Regions from separate parts of the Mus musculus genome. Here region 2 is linked to region 1. A link is a contact called in public promoter capture Hi-C data. All regions are on one chromosome and are shown on one strand. The core of a region is the stretch at or near the end of the contact, and the rest is flanking DNA. Distances in the headings are between cores, read along the strand shown.

The links. Promoter capture Hi-C pulls out the DNA fragments that hold promoters and counts their contacts.
Region 2: a contact with region 1 is called in a promoter capture Hi-C map of embryonic stem cells, with 5 read pairs. The contact joins the promoter of Smoc2 here to the promoter of Pde10a in region 1. A contact is called at or near these places in 1 of 39 promoter capture datasets (embryonic stem cells) and 1 of 484 Hi-C or Micro-C datasets (embryonic stem cells).

What each region holds. Positions count from the first base shown.
Region 1 is chr17:8,799,162-8,806,935 of GRCm38.p6, forward strand. Pde10a (phosphodiesterase 10A) reads left to right here and starts at 2,584. Exons shown (of 22, transcript NM_011866.2): 1 at 2,584-2,984. The coding sequence starts at 2,918.
Region 2 is chr17:14,275,324-14,283,097 of GRCm38.p6, forward strand. Smoc2 (SPARC related modular calcium binding 2) reads left to right here and starts at 4,183. Exons shown (of 13, transcript NM_022315.2): 1 at 4,183-4,476. The coding sequence starts at 4,393. It overlaps Gm52280 (a long non-coding RNA gene), which reads right to left and starts at 5,188. Exons shown (of 3, transcript XR_003952216.1): 1 at 4,789-5,188; 2 at 3,220-3,365; 3 at 2,525-2,797. It overlaps Gm34567 (a long non-coding RNA gene), which reads left to right. Exons shown (of 4, transcript XR_385414.4): 4 at 1-2,439.

The DNA of each region.
Region 1 (7,774 bases), core at 1,334-3,833:
CGACTCTGGAAAAGGGTTAACGAGAAAGAGAGAGAGAGAGAGATTTTGCAGTTCGATCTAACAAAGACTAACAGAGCAAATGTGTAAAGCTTTCCCGGCTCCTGCGGCTTCAAGGCAGCTTATATCCATCTAGAAGTAAGTTTTCGAGCGCCTGGAAATCGTTTCAATGCCTCAAAAACCTACAACTGATAAGCCTTAAGTGGCAAGGAGAAACTTTTGTAAAGAATGAACGATTAACTCTTGAAGGAGAAATCCCTTTGCCTAAACACGTTCCCGTCTCGCGAACAGGGAACTTGCTCTCAGCCAAGTGAGCAAGGGCAGTCTGCGGGGCTGTAGAAGATGCAAGTCCTAGGCTGCAGATGGAGCCTGGTGGTGCTACTCCTGTCTATATTTTCTTCTTCACTAGGGCCAGGGGTTGGGGGATGGAAAGGCACTCTTGGCCCCCAAGGTAAGAATCATTGATCTGGTTCTTTGTTCTGCAAGCGCAGGGATCTCATGGTGAGGTGGACTGGCTGGCTCCTGCTATTATGCTACACTCTGAGACTGTCCTTCTCAGAATTGCCAAAATGTCGGGAACTTTAAAGAGGACGCCTGAAGTATCAGGTCCTCAGAATGCCACCTGGTCAATCCGGTGCAACCGTGACTGTTCCTTTTCCACTCTTAGGGGTTTGGAATCAGGAGACAGGAGTCCGGGAAAAGAGTGTATTGCAGAAGAATGTGGAATTCACTGCAAATCAAAACATGAAAATCATCCGAATAAAAAAGAAAACTGCGACGAGGAGAAACTGTTCCTGCCATCCCTGCAGGTCTCATACTCAGAGTCCCAGCCCTGGATCAGCCAAGCCGCTGCACGGCAGCATAAGCTTAGGTGCTGAGCTGTTGGTCTTTAGGACGCTGACTGTTCTACCAAGAGGCAATCAGGACACTCAAAACGGGTGTGCAGAGGTGGTTGAGGGGAGTCGGCAAGGGCAGGATCGCCAACACCTGCACCTGCGCTCCTTGGCTAGTCAGCTTCCCCCAACTCTCAAAGTTCCTGTTCTCAGCGCCCATTGCGCCAGACTTTTTCTACAGCAGCGGTCTCCAGGCTGTTGAAGGAATAGGGGGCCCAAGTAAGCCACTGGTGACAGATGGTCTCTGGGTTTTAAAGCAATGAACTCTTTACATTTTGTGTGCGAACCCTAGTTTGCTCCTTCTATCTTCCAGACCCACCAGGACAAAGTGGGCTGACATACCTAAAGTTCGCTTTAAAGTGGGTATTGGCAAGGCAGTCCCGGAAAGAACCGCCTTTTGAGACATTCTAATGGGAACTCTGCCTTGATTTTAAACTTGCTAAATGTCCAAATTTGAATCCCCCCCTCCAGGAGCTCTGACCAAAAGCCTTCTCTGTTGATACTGCGGGGCTGGAGAGAGGATTCCCTGGTTCAGGTCACCCGCCCACAGGCGGATGTGGTTTGCACACAGCTGGAACAGAGGCTAGGCTGTGGGTTTAGCATCTGGAACGCCAGATCCAGATGTGCCACCTCCAGGGAGACTAGCGGGCCAGGGGCACACACCACACGCAGAGTGCCAGGGTGCTGGGACCTGAGTTCCAGTGGACGCGCAACGTGGGCGCGGGCGGTGGCGGTTCGGGGAGCGCCTGCTCCGCCAGTGGGCGTCTTCTGCCGCCGCCACCACCGCCGCCTCCACGGGCAGCAGCACTGCGGCGCTTTTCTCCGCTGCTCTGGAGCAGCCGCCGCGGCTCAGGCGCCGGCCGGAGCTTGCACACACCACGCCACGCCCGCAGGCAGCGTCCCGGCAGCCTCGCCAGGCCGGGAAGGACGCGGATCGTGCGTACCAGCCCGCACCCCGGCGCAGCGATCGGGACTCGTCCCCCCGCCCGCGGTCCTATTGAATCCCAAAGGGAACACGATGTGAACCCCCGGGCCGGAGAGGCACCCTAGACCCGAGAGGCGGACCGGACCAGAGCCTGGGCAGCGTCGCGGGGAGGGCCGGTGCTGCGGGGGCGGAGCCCGCAGAGTCCGGGCCGCCGCGCCCTCCCGCCTGCCCCCCTTGCAAGCTGGGGAGGAGGGCCATGGCTAGCCCGGAGGAGCGGCTCGCTCCCCACCCCCAGGCCCCACTGCGGGAGTCTGGGGACGAGCCCGGCCGTGTCCAAGTCCCTCTGGAACCCCGGTGCGGCGCGGCCAGCGGGCGGAGTACAGTGGGCCTGAGCCTGGCCCGGGAGCTGCTTGGCTGCAGCCGGGAGGAGCTAGCGGCGCCCCCGCCCCTGTCCCGGTCCCTGTCTCCCGCAGGCCACGCCAGCCCCACTGGGGGCCCCAGCGCCCTCTCCGCTCTCCGTGCCGGAGGCTGTGGTTGGGTGGCGGCCCGTGCTCCCTGGGCGCTTGCCTTCTCCTCCCCTGTCCCCTCCTCCTCCTTTTCATCTTCCTGGTACTTCTGGCCGCCGCCCCCCCTCCCCCCTCCCCCTCTTGTCCCCTCCTCATCTGCCTTCCACCTCCCCGCGCGTCTCCCGAGAAGGGAGGGCGCAGCGGCGGCTGGAGGAGGAGGAGGCGGCGGCGGCGATGCTGGCGGCGGCGGCGGAGGAGGAGGACAAGAGGCAGCTCCCTTGAGCGTCCCCCCAGGCAGTAGTCACCGCAGCAGCGGTGGCAGCAGCGGTGGCAGCGGCGGGCGGCGGCGGCTCTTCCTCTCGCCTGCGATTCAAGGCTTGCTGCTCCCTGCCCGCGCCGGGCCCCGGCCATCTCCGCCGCCGCGGCTTCCCCTACACCCGGGTGCACGCCGCGCGGACTCCTCGGATTTTCCGGGCGCCGGCGGGGGCTGCCCTGGCCTCGGCCCCGGCTCTGCCGCCGGTGGCCGAACTCTTTGGCGGCCCCGAGGCGCCGCCTTCCCCCTTGCCACCGTTTGGCCGCTGCCCTTCGGCTCCGACATGGAAGATGGACCCTCTAACAATGCGAGTTGCTTCCGAAGGCTGACCGAGTGTTTCCTCAGCCCCAGTAAGTGGCCCGGCCCCACGTTCCCCGTGGCCGGGGTGGTTTTCTGGCTTGGTGGGGACAAATCGGGGGTTCAGATCGTGGGGTGGGGAGGGAGCTGCTACGGTAGTGGGTAGTCTGCAAGGTGTGTGTGTGTACCAGACCAATATTGGCCAGTGGGTCTCAGGAAGCTGGTGGCACCTCAGGGACGTTCGGGACCGCCCATCAGCGTAGGGACACCCGGCTTTCCCCAGCCCGGCGTGCGCACAGAGGAAGCGTGACCCGGAGGGTGTTGGAGCCGGACGTTTAGAAACTAACCTGCTTCCTAGAGCTGTCCCTGGCCACATTGACCCGACTCATGATTTAGACCATCAAGTTTGTCACCGATTACTCTACATTTCTCTCTAGCCTGTGATCACTTGACTGGAGTATATATGCTTCCTTCCACTGGGGGGGTCCTGGGGATCTAAACCGCTGGATTCCTGACGCAGCCATGGGGATAGGCAAGGCTCAGGAAGCCCAGGATTCCAAATGTGAAGGAGGGCTGTGCCCGAGCCTGCAGTGACTGTGTTCTGGCGCGCGGACCAGTGGTATGGAGCTGGGTGCACCCACCCTCATGAAAAGGACGCAGCACTTTCCCCCCGCCCCCCAGCCCACCTCACGCAGATTCTGGGGAGCTGGTGCAAGGGTGGGTGAAGAAAGCCAAGGAACAATGGGGCGTTAGCATAGAAGAAAAAGGCACCTCTGGTTCCTTCGGACCCGCGGGACAACTGTAGCATGACCTTTCTGACCTGCCCCTCCCGGGTGCAGGTCTGCAAGCCTTCTGGGGCAGGGGCAACAGAGGGCGTGTCATAGGGGGAGGGGGACAAGATTGAGCAAAGAAGTCAAAAGCAGCTTCACTGGAAGGAAGGAAGGAAGGAGGCAGGCAGGCAGGCAGACGATGTTTAGGAAAGAAGCTCCAGACGCGCAGAGGAGGGAGTCGCTGCTGTTGTGGATGGAGGGTGAGCAGGGTGAGGACCAGAACACCGGGGCGGGAAAGGGACCAGGCGGGACCTGGTGGGAGAGTCTGTGCTCTGAGAGGGCACATCCGTGGGAAATTGTGAGACTCGGGCATCTGCTCCACCCTGAGCGTGGATTTGGTGCCACAGTCCACCGCGTGCGCACCGAGCCTTTGTCTGCTTTCTCGCTGGTAAGCCGCGCTTTTTGCCTAGCTTTCTCCAGGCAGAAGCTGCCAGGTTGTAAATGAGCTTTCTTGCTACTGCTCCTAAGTACCACTCACTCCTTAACGGGAGTGGACCTCCGCGCAGGGACATGGGGTGTCAGGGTTGAGACCCTCCTCAGGACTGCTCTAGGTGTGTACCCAGGAGCCCCTTAGAGTCTAGCCACCAGGTGGGTGACCATGTTCCCTTCTGGCTGGGTTGACTCCCGCAATCCTGCTTCCCTGGCCCTGGGCCAGTCCACAGTAGCCACATGACCCAGTGGCCACTCACACACCTGCAGGCAGTATTCAGCAAATCTCTGCTTAGACTTGCTTGTTGACTCAATTGCCTTGAAGGGTGTGGACTCCATGCTCCCAGCTGTCCTCCGAGCCCGAGGCTTCCCCCAGGTGTGTACTTCCCCCATCCCTGTATATGTGATTTATGGGTGCTGCACATGGAGCATCTTCGTACGAGCTTGTACTCTTTCCCTTAGATTGTGGTCGGCAGAGACCATACTTTCCAAAAGGGACTCCATGGATTGACCCTGGTTTGGAGGTAATGGGAGAAGGTGGGGCCCATAGACTCTTGGGTTGTTGGAATAACCCTAAGGCCTATGACTGGGCTTGCTCCGGGGTCTTCTGCCTCCTAGACAGTTCATTTTTTCCCCTTTACTACATAAGTATGTTTTCTCTTTTGGCAATTGATGCACACGTATGTGCTTAGGCATGCTCAAGCATAGGCTTGTAGGCCACTATACTTGGCAGTTCCAAATGTCACATATATGAGAGAGATTTGGCTGGAACACTTTTTCCCCCTCCTTTTGGAGAGTATGTGTGCATGGATCTATAGGTGCTGTCTTTGTCTAAGGTGGGGCTGGCGTCGAAGTAGAAATTATGGTTCTGAACAAAGATGAGCAGTTCCAGAGAGATATCTGAGTTATCTTGGGGTACCCTATCCTGGGGAGGGTGTTATCTTTCAGAGTTCTACTCTGTACATGATTCCAAACAGGAGAAGCTATCCCTGCTAAGGCATGCTCACTCCAGTTCCTAAGAACAAGGCTTCTGTAGCTTTGGGATACAATGAGAGCAGTAAGTACTAGGGTATATGTGACTTGTAGACAGTCTGTTCTCACACACCCCAACTCAAAAGGAGAGGAAGAGATTGATACCTGAGGAAAGGCTGCTCTATGTTCCACTTCTCCCCCCCCCCAACACATACTTTTAGGGGTTCTATTTTTGTCTGGGGTCAAAGAGCAGGCCACCTGGGTCTTAAACACTGAAGGATCTGAAATTTGGCAGTTTTCTTAAAAAAAAAAAAAGCCTCTTGGAAGGAACTTGTGTATTCTCCAAGGACACAAAAATGCACAGAGGTAATCAGATGTATCCCTGTGGGGCTTGTATCGGAGCTTTCTTTTACTTTGATCTCTTTGTCAGCCAAACAAATCGTCATGTGCAGGCTGCTGAGCCCAGATGCTACTTAGACAAGTGCATACTACAGTTCTCTTGTGAGAAAGGGAGCCCTGTGTAGGAGGACAATAGCCTCATCCTGTGTCTGTTTTGTTCTGTTTTTCGGCTTACCTGGTCACGCGCTGAGCAGACACTTGCCTGCTACCATTGCCAGTACCAGATCCTGCCCTAGCTGGTCCCTCTTGCTTAAGCATGTTGAAGCCACAGATCTATAGTGGGTTAGTAGGCCAAGGTGAGATGGAGCCTCCCGGGCAGGAGTTGGCTCAGTATTGATGCTCATTGCTGCAAGTGGTCCATGGGCTTCCCACCTGATGCTGTTCCTCTGTCTGAATCAGGCCATTCCCGAGTTCACATCATTTCCTGTTCTCTGTCAGATCACTAGATCTCTGCTTTTCCTTTCTACCGCTGGAAGAGTTGCTGATTAAGTAGAAAAATCTTGCCCAGGGAAAGACAACAATTGTTGTCCTGGAGCATCCTCTGGGTTCATTTTGCATTGGGGGTGGGGTGGGTCACACTGCAGGCCAATGGGAATTAGAGCCAATTTCCTGTAACAAATACAGGCTGTCTGTGCTACCTAGTCAGCTTTGTGATACATTGTGGCATGGCTGGAGGAGGCTTTGCCTGGGAAGAGCAGGAGACACACCTGTGAAAAATACAGCTCTAGGAATGAGAATCCCAAGCCACAAATACCTCCCCACCCGTGTCTCTCTGTGTGCTATATTTTTATGAGTTAACTACAGTAAAGAGCAGAAAGAGCTCCGTGCATAAAAATAAAAGTGTGTATTTGTATGTGTGTATGTGTGTGTTTGTATGTGTGTTTGCATGTGTGTATTTGTGTGGGGGAGGCATGGAGGGTGGCGATACGGAGAAAGCAAAGGAAATTAAGACCAGAGAGGTTTGTGAATGCACAGTGTAAATGCCTTCATACTGCAAATTACTGTATGTTCCTCAAATATCCCAGTGAGTGTACTTTTGCAGGACTTGTGAGTCTGTTACTCGCCACTCTTAAACTGTTTCCCCGGGGTGTGAGGACTGCGTGGCTGATGCCAGGATACACTGAGATAAATATGGTCCCTGTGAGAGCAAATGCACTCAGTACTCCAGACAGCACCAGGCGTCCCAGTCAGGGTATTCTCATAGGCTCTGTGAAGCTGATGCCACAGGGGAAAACCAGACTCAAGGCCCAGCACTGCCTGCATCCACCATGGGCCTACATTCAGTCAAGACCCAACTCACAGCTTGTTGGAGAGGACCCACATGTTCTATAACACAACTGTGTGGAGGGTGTAGAGATGACTCTTTACTCCCCAAAGACCTGGCATAGAGACACGGGTGCCCCAAAAGGTGACCCGAATAGCATGCTGTGAATTCCTGCCAGGCTGGCTGTGGGCAGTGAACGTCATCTGCTATCCATGGAGGGGTGAGCTGGTTCTTGGCTAGGTCAGAAGTCCAAAGGGCAAAGCTATTTAAACTGGGTGGTATTATACTATTTAGATTATTAATAGGCAATCCATGGAATCCTACTTTTAATTTGAAATAAACCTATGTGGACAGAGGAATTTCCTGAAGGTTTAAATGAGAAAGAGCTAGAAAATCAGAAGACAGGCCTTCTATCTCAAATTGATACATTGCTCTTGGAGGGTTTTTTTTTTTTTTTGTTTTTCACACAAAACATTTTGTGTCCTAAAACAAAGAAAAGCATGTTGAGTAGCAGGCAGGTTGTGTGAGGAATAGTGTGCCAACCAGCACAACTGCCACCCTGCGTATAACACAGTCCGTGCAATGGAGGAAAGCCTTTTTTCAAGTCTGGAGAAGAACTCTAAGGGGCAGGGAATCTATAGCTGTGGCAAAGGCAATACTGGCACCCAGAATGGCCCTGGCCAGTGTATCTGCTACTACCCCGCCTTCACGCCTGCTGTCTGGCTTACTTTCTAGAAGGCAGGCTGGAGAGGACTGTGGGCAGGGTCTTATCTTTGTTCTGATGCTGAGGCATAGACAGGGGTAGACTCATAAAGAAGCTACATTATCAGCTTGTATAGGAAATTTCACGGTTCCAATAAAGCAGAGCCATGTATGAGGAAGAGGTATGCTATCCATATGCAACCTGGGCACACGTGGCCTTGGACCCAGAGCTGGCACTAAACTCTAG
Region 2 (7,774 bases), core at 2,933-5,432, 5.5 Mb after region 1:
AATATGCAAAAGGATGTCAGCGAATGCATGTCCATGTGCGCATGCCCACAGATTCTCCTGGATGAAGTGCCTACAGTTCCCATCATTCCCCAGAGGACTTTGCGACTTCAAATCGTAAGAACTAAGCATCTCAGGTAGGCTGTGGCCTGAGCCTTTCCTAGTCTCTTCAAAAGCTTTCTTCAAGACAGAAGAAGACCCTATCGAGGTGAAGCCAAGTTAGGAACTGCTTCTGTGCTTCCAGTCTTGTGGCTCTGGGCACATCCTGCGACCTCCTGGGCTCATTATCATTGCTGGTAGAACACTACCTTCTTTCAGAGTTCCTGTGGGAATTGACTTAGCTTGTAGCATGATCATGAACTATTATATCCATAAAAGCGATAGGAAGTGTTGACATGGGATCCATTATGTGAAGGTCATGAAGGCTCGTTTATATGATTGAACACAGGACAAATCCAAACTCTAGCACATACATGAAACTAGAGCAATGGCCCTATCCCCAGCCAGTCTCTGTCAATGTCTACTCACTTAGGCTCACAAGCAGGAACTGGAGGCTGAGGAACCTGAGCAAAGGCTAGGGGTGGATCCATTCGTTAGAGCATCAATAAAGGACCATCAAGGGGAAACTCCTGGTCAAGCCGATAAATGCTCTGTCCTGTGCTGAACCAATCACCTGACCAAGGGACCACCCTTAGGAAGGCAGGGCTCACCTTAAGCCTGCTAAGGAGATGGGTGAAATACTTTTTCCTTCAAGAAGACTCTACATAGTCTTCACAGAACCCCCACTCCTAATGTGGTAGCTTACAGAGAGGTAGCAAGACGGCTTCATAGATCTTCCCACTTCGGAATCCCTCAGAAAAGCATAACTTTTCATTTTCACATGCTCTATCCATGCTCAGACCACACTTTCCCTAATGCCTTGGGCTTTCCCATCTTTCTTTAAAGCCCCCCTCCCTGCCACATGAGTGCTTGTCCTATGTCTGCCCTCTGTACTGGCTCACAGAGAGCAATTTCCCCCCTTCTCTTCTTCATTCTTGTCCTCCGGGCAGCTGCTAAGGTTTACAGCTGGGGTGTTTTCCTTTTAATCTCTACTAAAATTGTCTTCAGACTTCTGTTTGAGTCATTCTTAAATTCATCTATTAATGAATCTAAGAGCCCCAGTTTTCTAAATATCCCAGGGACTGAAGGGACCACAATATAGGAAGAGGTAAAGACAGGCCAATAAGAGGATAGAGCTTCATAAACCCTGGGCATTTATGCAGACTATACCCAAGGAAAGCCAGGCAATCTGTGAAGATTTCTCCTCTTAGGATTAAGTGGAAACCAGAAGCTGGTGGCTGGCTGCGATGTGCATCGTAGGCACAGTGGTCGGCTGCTTGCTCCAATCCAGCCTCCAAAGGACGAGGGAAACCTTGGAAGTCACAGAACAAGAAAAGGACCTTCGACTCTTCTTGTGTTTTGCATACTGGGAGTTGGGAAGATGTCTGACACCTTTTTCTTTTACTGGCTAAATACCAAGAGTAAGCCAGACATTTATGGTAAATGGCCTCTTCACCAAGAGCAAAAAGACTTTTCAGCTTAACACAGTAAAACAAGGAAAGGAAGACAGGGCTGATGGCTAATGAGAGTCTGTGGAGAGACATGTGGGTTCAAGATAATCCCACAGGGACTGACCTGTTCTCTGCCCATCTTCACTGTGACTCTTGCTAATGACAGAAATGTAAATTTGGGGTCCACGGGTCACATCCAAAAGCAAGCCTGCCACTCTTACAATTGAGAGCTCATTTCCAGGAGCAGGGGATATTATTTCATTCCTGTAGGGATGTCTCAGACCTTTGAGCTGACTACTTCCTGTCTTAACTTTGAAGGAAGTGGCTGACACATAAAACCATTTCTTAGTGGTTTTAATAAATGTTCTATTTTCCCCCACACAATGGGAACTGGTTACCTCTCCAAATTTCACTTCGAGCATCTTTAAGAACACAGAACTTGGCTTTCGGTCCACATGTTAGTGCCTCCAAATGTTAGAGGGTCTCTGAAGGCTCCGACCCTTCTCATCTGTCAGTGTCTTGGAAAAGCGTGTTGTTACACTGATCTCCCTGGAATCTCAGAGGACAAATGAAAGATGTGTTGAGATTGGAGGACTCAAGGCAGTGAGTGCCAAGGGGTTGTTTTCTGCTTTCCACGTCTCCAGGGGATGTGATAGACTTGCCAGAGTTCCAAGTTCGGACATCTGGACTCGGCCCCCGATTTTGTGGCTGGCTAAGACATACAGTTATTTGTTTTGTTTCTCATCTGTAAAATGGGAGCAAATGAAGCCTGTTACTTGCTGGACACTCCCATGGAAGAGAGTAGACAAAAAGCTATTTTCAGACTTTCAGTCCCAAGAAGACATTTCAGCTAATAATTTGTACCCTTGAAATAAAAGGTAAAAGGAAAATGTTTTGTACCAAATACTTCTTGAATGTGCTGATTTTCATCATCATCATCACCACCACCACCACCACCACCATCATCACCATCATCATCATCACACCACCATCATCACACCACCATTACTACGATAGAAGTACACAACATTTGTATCATTTTTTTTGGTTCAATGTATATGTTATTTGCTTACTCAGTCATGCCTGTCCCTGGGCTGAGTCTGACCCTGAAGAGTTTTGCTACGATGTTCCTCCATGTCCTCAGTGTAGGAAGGGTGTTGAAGGCTTGACAGATTTCGAGTTTTGAAGGTTTCTTTCAGCAGCCATCTCTAGAAGGTTCTCTTTCCCTGTGTGATGTGAGAGTTCCTTTCCTGAGGAGACATAAGCAAGATCTATCTCTCCTCAAAAGGCCCCAGTGGCAAAACAAACTAGGATTCCATGGGGAGTTCAGCACGGGGAGCTAGTGAGCTTGTGCTTACTAACATGCATAGGTGAGGGGTTCACTGCAGGAATGTGATTAACGTCAGAGCATCCATAGTCCAGTCTTCACACAGCTTGGATGATGGCTTCCACACCCACATAGATGGAGCCCCTCTCGGGGAATTTGCCCCAGCTCATGATCTCGAGTACCTCCAGAGGCCCTGAAGGACAACTATTAGGAAGAACTGCACGAACACCCGCCATCTGAGGTGAAGTCCAGTGATACTTCCCATTCGTTCTCTCCTCCAGTGAGGGAATGTCAGCTGTCCACAAGCCCACTCCTAATGACCTCCTGAAAATAGGCACAGCCCACCTGATGAAGTTGGGACTGTTTGCTCGGTTGACTTCATTCTTCAAGGCTATCCTTTTGGAGCTCCAGCGCTGTTCTTCTCCAGAGGTCCCCGTGTTGGGCTAGGGCAGGGTAGCTGCTTTCTGATTGGTCTACGATCTCACAGGAATCTCCAGAGCAGCAGAGGAGAGAGAAGTTAGAGGTGAGCTTGCTGTTTTGCTCCCTACAGAGAGGCCCTGACAAGTCAATTGATTCTTTGTTCTCGAAAGTCTTCCCAGCTGGCTTTCTGCGTGAGGTAGAATTAGGGCCTTTTCCTGTGAAGCTACCAGCCAGGGCTAAACTATTTCAGCAATGCTCCTTTTGCAGGACCTGGTGCGCAAAATCCCCTTGGTTTCTATCACAGTCAAAAGCCTACTCAAATGCGCTTGCTGCCGAACACCTGAAATGCTTGCCTAAACTGTTTGAAGCGGCCACATCAATGTGTGCGCTCACCTTTCTCTAAGTTTGCCCAACTCAAGGAAGTCATCTGCCTCACAGATCTGTTTTCAGACCCCTCCCGCCCTCCTCGTTAACCTGCGGAAAGATGCAGGACTCCTGGTGTTCTCAGAGGCCCTACCGAGGAGCCAATGACCACTTAGCATCTCAGAGTGCTACATTCTGGTGAATGTAAAGCCACAGGCGAGCCAAGGCACAGTGGGGACCCTCCAAGGTGAAGACAGAAGGCGCCCTAGGCCAGGAGGGTGGGGCTCAGTGCATCTCTTGGAGCCAGTGTGAGTGTGCATGCCTGTAAGGTGTGCCCTGGCATTGGCTTGAAGGAGGCGTGCAAACAGCATCAACACACGCTTGCCTAGTCCTGGTAGCCTTCGCTGTCTCCTTCACAGCCCTGCGCGCCGGGCGGCCCCTGCGCGGGCGCGGTGGCTAAGGGAGGTGGGGCGGAGGGAGGAGATTTGCGGGCGGGAGGGCGAAGAGGGCGGGACAGGAGGATCCGGGGAAACTAGGGCTGTTTGACAGCAGCAGCGGCAGTTCGGGGAGCGCCGGCCAGAGCGCACGGAGGGGCCGTGCGGTCTCCACCAGCGGCCATAGGACCGCGGAGCAGTTCTAGCCCGCTCGCCCGCACGTTCGCACACCGGATCTTCGCCGAGTGCCAGGGCGCAGCGCGTGGGGCGTCTGCCTCGCTTGGTCCCCTCCAGCGTCACCATGCTGCCGCCACAGCTGTGCTGGCTGCCGCTGCTCGCTGCCTTGCTGCCGCCGGTGCCCGCGCAGAAGTTCTCAGCGCTCACGGTAAGTCCCGGGACGCGCCCCTGTCTTTCTCTGTTGTCCCTCACTGAGAACCCACTCTTCCTTCTGGGACAAGGCTCCGGGAGCAGGTGGCCCAGCAATCCCCAACAGGTGGGTTCGGGAGAGTCCCACAGCGTGCGTGTCCAGGGTCGATAGCTACTCAGTATGTGAAGGGCTGCTGGTCCTACTAGTCCAGGATAGAAGGGAGTTGACATGCAGGAGTGCCTGGAGTCCCCCACTTTGGGCGAGATGAGATGGCACAGGAACAAGGATCTGGGCCACTTATGCACCTCAGCTCTTTCAGGGCGAACTCACCGGGACTGGGTGCCCACCTTGCCAACGCCACCGACCCAGCCTAGGATTAGGAAGCGGGCAATCTTCGGCTCCAGCGCCACGAGGACCCCTTGTACCCCAACCCCCCTTATGGGGGAGAAAGGGGCCACATCCCATGTGTTCCACTTGTGGCGGAGCATCTCAGAGAACCCTTAATTGAGAGGAAGAAGCAGATATGACATTGAATTAAAGAGCGCGTTTCTTTAAAAAAAAAAATCCAAAATCCAAAAGCCAAAAAACAAAAAAAACAACTCATAGAGGAGGAACAATCTCCAGCACAGGAGGCATAGAGGAGCGCCCCTGGTCTCGTGGGTCCTCTCCTCAGGAGCAGGATGCAGTGCGCGCCAGGGCGCGCTCCCGAGCGCGCGTGGCACTGTGGTTGACCGCTCTAAGTTTGTCTCTCTTAGTTGCAGTACTGGCTACGCCAAGGCGCGAGGTGAGGTGCCAAAAGCCGCGCTGTGGATGGGGGCTGAGCGCGTCCACCTCGGGCCAACACAACCGCGGCCACTCCTGCGGGCTGGTGTCTGCAGAGCCCGGCGGGCAGCCCTTCTGCGGCCCGCGCGCTAGGGAACCCATAATTAATGCAATCTGCAGAAACGAAAGCATTCCACTTAAACGTGTTTTTGAACAAGTGCTTAAGAAAACACCAAGGTGGTGAGCAGGCTCCCGTGGAGAGGAGTGTTGGAGTGGTAGGTGCCCTGGGGAGGGTGCTTAGCCTATGGAAAACCAGGGCTAGCCCACGAGTCGAAGCTTTTTGCAAAAGTGAAGCAAGCTGGCCAGCCTGTTGCTTTTTCTTCCCCTCTCCCTGTTTCTCAGCAGCTTGAAAGGGGGAAGATTGAGTGAGTTCATTGTTCATACCTAAAATTCTTCTGGGGCAGTCCTAGGGCCCTGCCTTGTGTCTCGTGAGCGACTGATAGATTAGAACCATAGCTGGAAACTGCAGGGAGTTTTCACTCCCAGTCTTGCCCTACCCCGAAGAGCCTGAAGGGACGACATGCATGCATTCATATATGAATGTGTGCACAGATGTTCATGTATGTACAGAGCTCGTGCACACACTTCGAGCAAATTTAAAAAGTCCACTGGGAAACTGGCCAGTTCTCAAAAGGTCTTAGCACCATGTATCTGAGCTCTAAGCAGCAGACTTGTGTAATCACTATACTATTTTCTAAAAGTATCAAGTAGACATGTCTCACCCTCTGTGCGCTCTCTCCCCACCGCCCCCCCCCTCTCTGTCTAAGATTGGTAAACAGGACAGATTTTCTTTTCTTGCCCTACCCCTTCTGGAAACTTATTGCTTTCCCCCTTTGTCTCTTTACACTGTTGCAAGGTTTCCTGGGCTCCATGGGTGCCAGCTGCTTGTGGGGTCTCTTTACGGGAGCTGGGAGTTGGTCTTACACCATACAGGAAGTGCCCCATTTACCGCACTCCCCAAGAACACTTTGTCTTAAAATCACATTAACACATAAAATGCTGCTGCTTTTGCATCCAGGAGAAATATTTAAAGCTATAAACTATTTGCCAGGATTCTTCTCTCCTCCCTGCCATCCCCATCTAGAAAATGAAGACTGTGGTTGCAATAGAAAGTACTTCAGATATAATCAAAGTTTGAGTGATCAGTCACTGGGAAATGTTAGATGTTCTGGAGTTTTCTAACGTGGTTGCTAATCTCCTTTCAAGTTACCTTCTGTTTGTTGGAGACGTCTTTGGGTTCCTAAAGACTAAACTAGAGAATGGACTCCTATGTATGAGGTTTCTATTTTGCCTCTAGTAAATGACTGAAGTGTTAGTTTGCAAAAGTGCATGGGTTCTTAAGTTCTTAAGGGTGTGTGGAATTCAATTCATAGAAATAAATGGGCCTCTCAGTTCACAGGAGTATACGGGACTCACAGTCCATGGGGATGTGTGGGGGCCAGGTTTCTTCTGGATGGGTGTGTGATCTTATGCAAGTGACTGAACCTCTTCGGTCTTACCTATAGAATGAGGAAGACTACCCAGCATGTCCTAAGGGTTAAAGGTAACATTTGATGCACTCAGACTACACTCATTCTCCAATCCAGATTATGCTGTTGGAAGGGAGTTTAGAAGCCAGCTCTTACACTGTTGTGTCATTACGGGGTGTTTGGGTATTAGAGTAGATTCCTTGCCTGGCTTAGATGAGAGAAATCATGTGGGCTGTCCAGGCAGATGGGAAGAGCACGTTCTTCCCTTTGTCCTGCCCATTTGTTCTGGGAATGAGTAAACTGATTCACCTCTTGGGGAGGAAGTGTGTACGGACAGAGCCAGCCGACAGAGCCAGCCTGTGGATTTTTCCACCCTTCTCATGGCCTGGTTGTGCACAGATGTTAGCGTTCTTTCCAGTGAGTGGAGTGAGGTGAGGAGATGCGGGCATTCTGCCGTGTGCTTTGTGATTTTCAGCTTGGGTCTTTGAAGGGAAGGAGAGTGATGGGAAGACAGCAGTTTGGACACGTGGATTCAGAAGAACACCACTGATGATCATCAGTCCAGGACAGGACGTGCTGTCCATGATCATGTTTCCTTCTGCACTTGAGTGATGGTGCAGTGGGATGTATGGACCATGATGCTGTGACACCATAGCCCTCAGTCTGAGGAACCAACAGTGATCCAATTTTCCTTCCTCTTCTGGCAACACTGTGTCTGAGGCTCTGTGAAGAAGGTCTCTGAAACTGGGGGAAGGAGGAGGGAACTAAAGACGATGTTTCCTACTAGGAACTCATTTACATGATCTCTAAACCTTTAGTTCTCATTTGAAATGAAGATTGTGAATAGCTTCAAGCCTGACTAAGGCAACCTGGATACCTGTGGGTTACAGTGGCTCAGGGGTTTAAGGGATCTTGTATCCCAGTGCCTCTTTGGTTCAGCCAGGATGATAGGATGTGGAGGCCATAAAGACTGGCTGTGGCTTGCGAGGTTGGAGGTGAAAGGGAATGTGTACAGGTTAAAAATT